Linked DNA regions of Sus scrofa: region 1 is linked to region 2. Evidence: chromatin contacts called from public HiChIP or PLAC-seq data. All regions are on one chromosome and are shown on one strand. The core of a region is the stretch at or near the end of the contact, and the rest is flanking DNA. Distances in the headings are between cores, read along the strand shown.

What was found. HiChIP or PLAC-seq counts read pairs in DNA pulled down with a chosen protein or histone mark.
Region 1: an H3K27ac HiChIP or PLAC-seq map of skeletal muscle shows a contact between it and region 2. The contact joins the promoter of STARD10 here to the promoter of ARAP1 in region 2. A contact is called at or near these places in 2 of 5 promoter capture datasets (fetal skeletal muscle and liver), 10 of 47 Hi-C or Micro-C datasets (adipocytes, embryonic fibroblasts, fetal heart ventricle and 5 more) and 2 of 2 datasets of contacts at active chromatin or transcription factors (alveolar macrophages and skeletal muscle).

The regions. Positions count from the first base shown.
Region 1 is chr9:7,335,299-7,338,753 of Sscrofa11.1, forward strand. It overlaps STARD10 (StAR related lipid transfer domain containing 10), which reads right to left and starts at 1,618. Exons shown (of 7, transcript NM_001243805.1): 1 at 805-1,618.
Region 2 is chr9:7,299,371-7,302,486 of Sscrofa11.1, forward strand. It overlaps ARAP1 (arf-GAP with Rho-GAP domain, ANK repeat and PH domain-containing protein 1), which reads right to left and starts at 1,715. Exons shown (of 36, transcript XM_021102283.1): 1 at 1,587-1,715.

The DNA of each region.
Region 1 (3,455 bases), core at 368-2,867, 36 kb after region 2:
GGCGCAGCAAAAACGAATCCGACTAGCATCCATGAGGATGTGGGTTCGATCCCTGGCCTTGCTCAGTGGGTTAAGGATCCGGTGTTGCTGTGAGCGATGGTGTAGGTCACAGATGCGGCTTGGATCCTACGTTGCTGTGGCTGTGGTGTAGGCCGGCAGCTGTAGCTCCAACTGATTCGACCCCTAGACTGGGAATCTCCATATGCTGCGGGTGTGGCCCTAAAAAAAAAAAGTTGGATGAAGATGCTTGATCACTGCCATGTGATGGGAAGATCCCTGTCCTAGTCCCGTTCTATCCCAACTCCTTGTATGTCCTGAAGAGAGTCCTGTCCTCCTTCAGCCCCTGTTCCTCCTGCTGGAAACAGAGATGATTTGCGAGGACCCCGAGTATTAGCACTTGGAGGTGGGGAGGAGCTCGAGCTTCCTTTGTACAAACACCTGCCTTTCACCGCTTGCCTGAGAAGGTCCCATCTGCAACCAGACCTTAGGGTCTCCCAGCCCCTCCCACACCTATGTCCACAATCTCTAAGAGCACCCCAGAGAGCTCCCACGAGAGATAAAAGTTCACTTCCCTGTGGGCAGCTGCCTGATTGGCGGGGGGAGGGGAGGGTGTGCCCATGGTGCCACCTGACTGCTCCACCTGCTGAGGAAGTGGCTCCGACAGCCCCTCAGCTCCGTGTGCATCATTTCCTCCTCTCATCACCCAGGCCAGCCCAGCTACCACCTCCCGCTGTCCCTGGAGTCACCTGGAGTCACCTGAGCCCCCATTCCTCCCAGACTCAGAAGTGGAGCCCAGCACCTTACCCCTCTTTCCGTTCAGGTCTGTCCCCTTGACATCACTCCTCGTGCCACACACTTGGACTCCCTCCCTGAGCTGGGCTGCTCCTCTGAGAAACAGAGTCTGTTCAGCTTCAGGATCTTTCTCCACGATTCTCCAGCTCCTCGATTCTCCAGCTCCTCCTTAGTTCCCTGCCTTTGGTGGTCATCTCAACAGAGCAGGACCTTCCTCCACGAGGCCCAGGTTGGGTGGGAGGAGGACTGGGAGTAGAGACGCCCCAACCCCGAGTACAGTCCGTCTTTTTAGGCCTTTATCCAACAAAGACACTCATCCTTGGGGTGCAAGGAAGGGCTCAGGCCCAGAGGCAGGAAGGATGGGCTTTAGCCTTTGCTCACAGACTGCTGAGACCCGTGGCAAGCTCCTGCCCCTCTTGGGGCTCTCGGCTTTGCAATCTGTAGAATCCAGAAGAGGCTCCTCAATCTGCAGTCACCCGATTATAATAATCTGTTGCCTTTATAGGTTGCTCGGGAATTTAGTTTCACTCCTGGATTTCATCTGATCCTTCCAACAACCTGTTTCCACTTTCGACTAAGAAGGCTTAGGTCCTCAGGGGAACAAAACTACCCAAGCTCACACAGCAAGTCAAGGTAGAGAAGCCTGAACCGTTTGGCGCGGTCCCTCTCACTTTGTTCGGACTCTGGCTGTGTGACTTCTTCTGACTCGCTGCCCCACTGGTAAAACGACCGCTCTAAGGAGCAAACTAGGAGGCAGCGATGGGCTATGCTTTGCAAACCTTAAGAGAAAAGACAGCGGAAAGATAACCCGACAGGTACTTTACTATTTATTGCTGTCGTCTTTGCTCAGGCGCCCCCACGCGGCCATCCCGAGGCGCCCCGTTTGCGCAGGCGCTCTTTGGTGTTTACGGAGGCCTCGAGGCCCAGCTTCTGCGCGTGCGCGTCTCCTCGGGGCCTCCCAGCGGTCCTCCAGCTGCTAGTTAGCGGCCGGTTGCGGCCGTCATGTCCCCCAGGTGGCCGTTCTGTCACTACAGCTCCCTTGGGCCTTGTCGGCTCCTCTTCGGTTGAAGCGTCTCCACAACTCCGCGGAGCGGAGGCCTAAGGAGTGGCAGGGAGAGGCACAGCGCGGCCACCCCTGAACTCTGGCCTGTCAGTCACGACTGCACTGCACTTTGGGGACCGACTCTGGCGGCCGAGGGATTCAGAGCGGCACGGAACGGCCCACGCACTGCCTCATGGGAGCCTGAGTTCGCGGCTAGACCCTTTCCGGGGTTGGACCGTTGTTAAGACTACATTTCCCAGAAGTCCAAGACCCAGAGTCGCCGCAGGGCCCGAGGCATGTTGGGAGATGGAGTTCGGGGACAGTAGTAGTGAGCTTGTGTAGGCAGGTAGACGCCGTAGGGCAGTGGAGCCTAGCGCTCTGAGCCTGGGCTGTGGGTTCGAAGGATGCATGAGTTACTCGGTAGGTGTCGTAGGAAGAGAGCAGCGCTGTTAGGGCTGAATTTTAGAAAGAATACTGCTCACTATCTGTCTGCATCTCCCGCACGGCTTTAACCCCCATCACTCTCTGGGGACAGAGCTCCCAGAGGTCACTGTAGCCAGAGACTCAGTTCTCTTACTGTTGCTCAAAAGAACTGTGATGCGTGGCGCAGTGGTTAACGAATCCGACTAGGAACCATGAGGTTGCGGGTTCGATCCCTGCCCTTGCTCAGTGGGTTAACGATCCGGCGTTGCCGTGAGCTGTGGTGTAGGTTGCAGACACGGCTCGGATCCCGCGTTGCTGTGGCTCTGGCGTAGGCCGGTGGCTACAGCTCCGATTCAACCCCTAGCCTGGGAACCTCCATATGCCGCGGGAGCGGCCCAAGAAATAGCAACAATAACAACAACAACAACAACAAAAAGACAAAAGACAAAAAAAAAAAAAAAAAAAAAAAAGAACTGTGATGACGGAAATATTCTATATCTGCACAGGCCAGTACGGTAGCGACTAGTCTGAGGCTACTGGATATTTGATATGAGGCTGACACGGAAGAAGAAACACTTTTAATTGAATTTATTCTAAAAATATTTTAAATCCAATTAATTGTTTTCAGTCAAATTTAAATAGCCTGTGGCTAATGGCTAGCGTATTCCTCAGTGGCACAGTATACTAGGCCTCCCAGTGTTCAATACCAACAATCACCGTCCTGCTATGTGAAACCTAAAACTTTGGTTTTCCTCCTACTACCAACTAAAAAAGTCTACAGCGTAAAAGTTGAGAACTATCTTTGACTTGCAGCCTGAGGACTGTAGCCAAGGATGGCAGCTTCTCAGGTAGCTCTGAGGGGCTGTTCCTAAGTGGTCAGAGAGGAGTCAGGAGTTTTTCCTGAAAAAAACAAACAAACAAAACCCCTGTAGTCGAACATCCAAAGAATACTGCTAATCACATGCAAGAAACGAGACAACTCAAGTTAACTGTTTTAGTGCCTTTCTTGGTAGGGAAAGATGCAAGAGATTGGGCTCTCTGAAATTCTTACTTTGGTATGCGTCTTAACTATCTAGGGCGAGAGAATCCCGTTTTTCTCCATCCTGGATTCCCCTCAGGGTGCACCACTGGAGGAGCAGCTTGATGGCAGGAAACATTCTTTGCTTACTGACTTGGCAGGCAACTTTTTTTGGTCCAT
Region 2 (3,116 bases), core at 465-2,964:
ACCCCACGGACTGGGAAACAGAGAAGTCTGGGGACTTGCAGAGTCACATAGTGTTTGGTGGCTGCACAGGGACTGTCCCAGGTCCCAGTCACCCCTGTGGCTCTGCAGTCCCCTTCCCCACCAAGCTCCAAGGAGGCCCTTCCTCGCCACTACACAGGAACTGAAAGACTAGGCAGGAGGCAATAAGCAGCCCGCCTCCAAGTCCCAAAGGACACAGAAGGTTAGGGAGGACAAGCACCCTGCACAAAGGGCTGAGGCTGCAGGTACGGCAGGGCTGGAGTCTGGGAGACGGTGGGGGGTGAGGCTGGGGCTGCTGCGGAGGCCTGAGGGCTCCAGTGAAGCCTGGAGGCAATCTGAGCCTTGGTGGCCTCTGCTCACTTCCACCTCACAGTTGTTAGGAGTCTGGCCCAGCTCCAATGAGCAAGTGGCGAGTGGGGAGACAGGAGCCCCGGACCAGGGTCTGGATACTGCTCAACCAGCCTTGGGTCTGGGGGGTTGGTTCTCTCTACATCCCAGCCCTGCAACCCACTGCAGCCACCTGCCATGCCTCAGACACACCACCCAAGTTCCTGCTTCGCATAAGCTCTGCCCTCCTCTTGTGAATACTACTTAACTGCCAAGGCCCACTGGAGTCATCCCTCCTCCCTGAGCTTCCAAGGGCTGATTTCATCCCTGGGCCTGTCTACACCTGTTTTCTGACTCTTTGGGGCTCCTTTTACCCTGTAATGAGCTTGCTAGGCAGTCTCTGCTGGCCTGGACACTCTGCTCTCCCAGGACAGGTATCCTGGGTGCCTCTCTCTGGACCTCGTTGCCGGCTGAGGTCAAATCCCTGCGAACGTCCACATATCTGTCCCACCCTGGAGCCCTCCCCGCACCAAGCCTGGATCAGGGAAGGCTCCGGGACAGGAGCTCTGGGGGTAGGGGATGCCTAAGCCAGATGCCCACCAAAACTCCTCAGCACTAACACACAGCCCTGGAGATCTGGGCGCAAACACCCACCCCATGCCTCCAGGCTGCACTCCAAGTCTGCTCTCTCCAGTCCCAATAACCCACTCCCTGTGTCTTGACCCCATTCAGTGAACACACACCTTCTTTTTCCAGCAACTGGGCCAGGTAGGAGCTCAGGGGAGGCCATGCCCCATTTACCGGTGGGGAGCTGAGGCGCAGAGACCGGAAGTACTCTGCTCAAGATCACTGAAGCCGCAGGTCCAGCGCATAAGGTCATACGACCGTGCAGATCTGTTAGGGTGCCCGCGGTCAACGAGGTGGGAGCCTGTATCTCACAGATAAGAAAATCTAGGCGCCCCGAGGGCTCCGGATTCTGGGAGCTAAGGGCTGGAAGCCCCTAGTTCCGACGGTTCGCCCTCCTCCCTACGGCCTCTGGCCCGACCGCGCGCCCTCAGGAGGCGCCCCCATCCCCACCGCCAGTCAGAACAGACGACGTGACCCAGCGAGACGCCCGCGGAAGTAGGCGCCGAGCGCAGAGTGGCCGCGCGGCCTCGGCGTTGCCGTCTGCGGAATGGGGAAACTCCGCGGCCACACCTGGCCCAGGGTGGCGGGCGGGAGGCCCCCACCGCCGCACTGACCTGTTCTGAGCGAAGACTCCACGGGGGGACCCGGGGTCCCGGCGCCACCACCGACTCCCGGTGCCGTAGCCGAGTCTCGGCGGCAGGCCGGGCGCGCCCACCCCGCCGGGCGCTTCCGCCAGCCCCACGTGACGCCCCGGGGAGGGGAGGGCGGGGAAGGGGCAGGGCCCCGGGCGGCCACGCCCCCTCCCGGCCACGCCCGGACGCGCTCCCTGCGGACGCGCTCGGCTGTGCGTCTCCTCGGTTTCTCTCGCGGCTCACTGGACCGTCCGTCTCCTGAGGCTCAGGTCTCCCTCCAGCGCCCCCGCCCGCTCAGGCTCCATCTCTTCCTGCGTCTCTCGGCCTCTTGCCATCCCTCTGCCGGTGACTCTGCCCCTGGTAAGGGGCGGTCGGAGGCTGGAAGATCAAGGTCCTGACCTCCTCCTCCAGGAAGTCCTTCCCGACTTCATTCTTTGAAGATATCCTACTTTTGCCCACATCTTTCAGAGGCAGGGTGGTAGGGGCGGTGCCAGTAGAGGGCCCAAGGATCCCTTGGTTAAAGGCTGCAGCCAGAGGTCCTGGCAATCAGGCACCCTCCCTGGCCTAGAGAATGGGAGGTTGGCACCCATCCTGCCAGCACACACACACGGATGGGGCCTGGGGTTTGGCAGGCATTCCTGAGTCCTGGGTCCAGGGCTAAGATTGGGAGTCATTAATTTGGGCACTCACTTACTACATGTCAAACCAAGCTGGGCAACTTATTCCTTTTATCTGGATATGCCTGAAGATAAAAATCATCACCCGGGTTTTGGCAATAAGGGTCTAAGAAGCTCCAGGCCTTGCCCGAAGTTACAAAGCCAGTACTGGGTACCCTGGCCAAGTCTTGGTGGGGTACAGAATCTCTTGCCCACTCCTACTGGACATTCGTCTTGCCCCTGTAGGAAAAGGTGGACCCCGAGCACCTCCTGACAAGGCAAAGGTAAGTCACATCCCGGGAGAGGAGGGTGGGGCTGGATCTTGGGGAGAACTTCCAGCTCCAAGTCCCCATGGGGTACAAAACCACTGCAGAGGGTGGAGCACAGGGCCCTCCTCCCCACCTGATTGCAGGAATAACCTTCAGGCAGCAGAGGGCACTCGGGGCCACAGAGAGCAGGAAAATCCCAGACATCCCTCTAGACTCCAAAGCCTAGACAGCAGAACAGCAGGTGGAACACAGGACGGAGGGCTGGCACCTAACCACTGGCAAAGGGCAGGAGGCCCCACCCTTTCTATTAACTCAGGCCTGAGGTCTTCTAAGTGAGCTGAGGAGGGCTCAAATCACAGGGCCTGGTCCCTCCACTGGAGTCTGATGACACCTCAACCCTCAAACTCTCTCCAGAACATGCTGCACCAACCAAAGCTCTTAGGCCCACAGCCCTGCGGTCTGAGACTGAGGGGCCTCTCCCCCTCCTTCTGTCACAACTGAAGAACGTCAGGCCCTGGTTCCATAGTGTGGACCGAGAGGGCGTTAGGCTGAAGGTCTTATAGGAGAACCCCACTCTCTGACCCTGG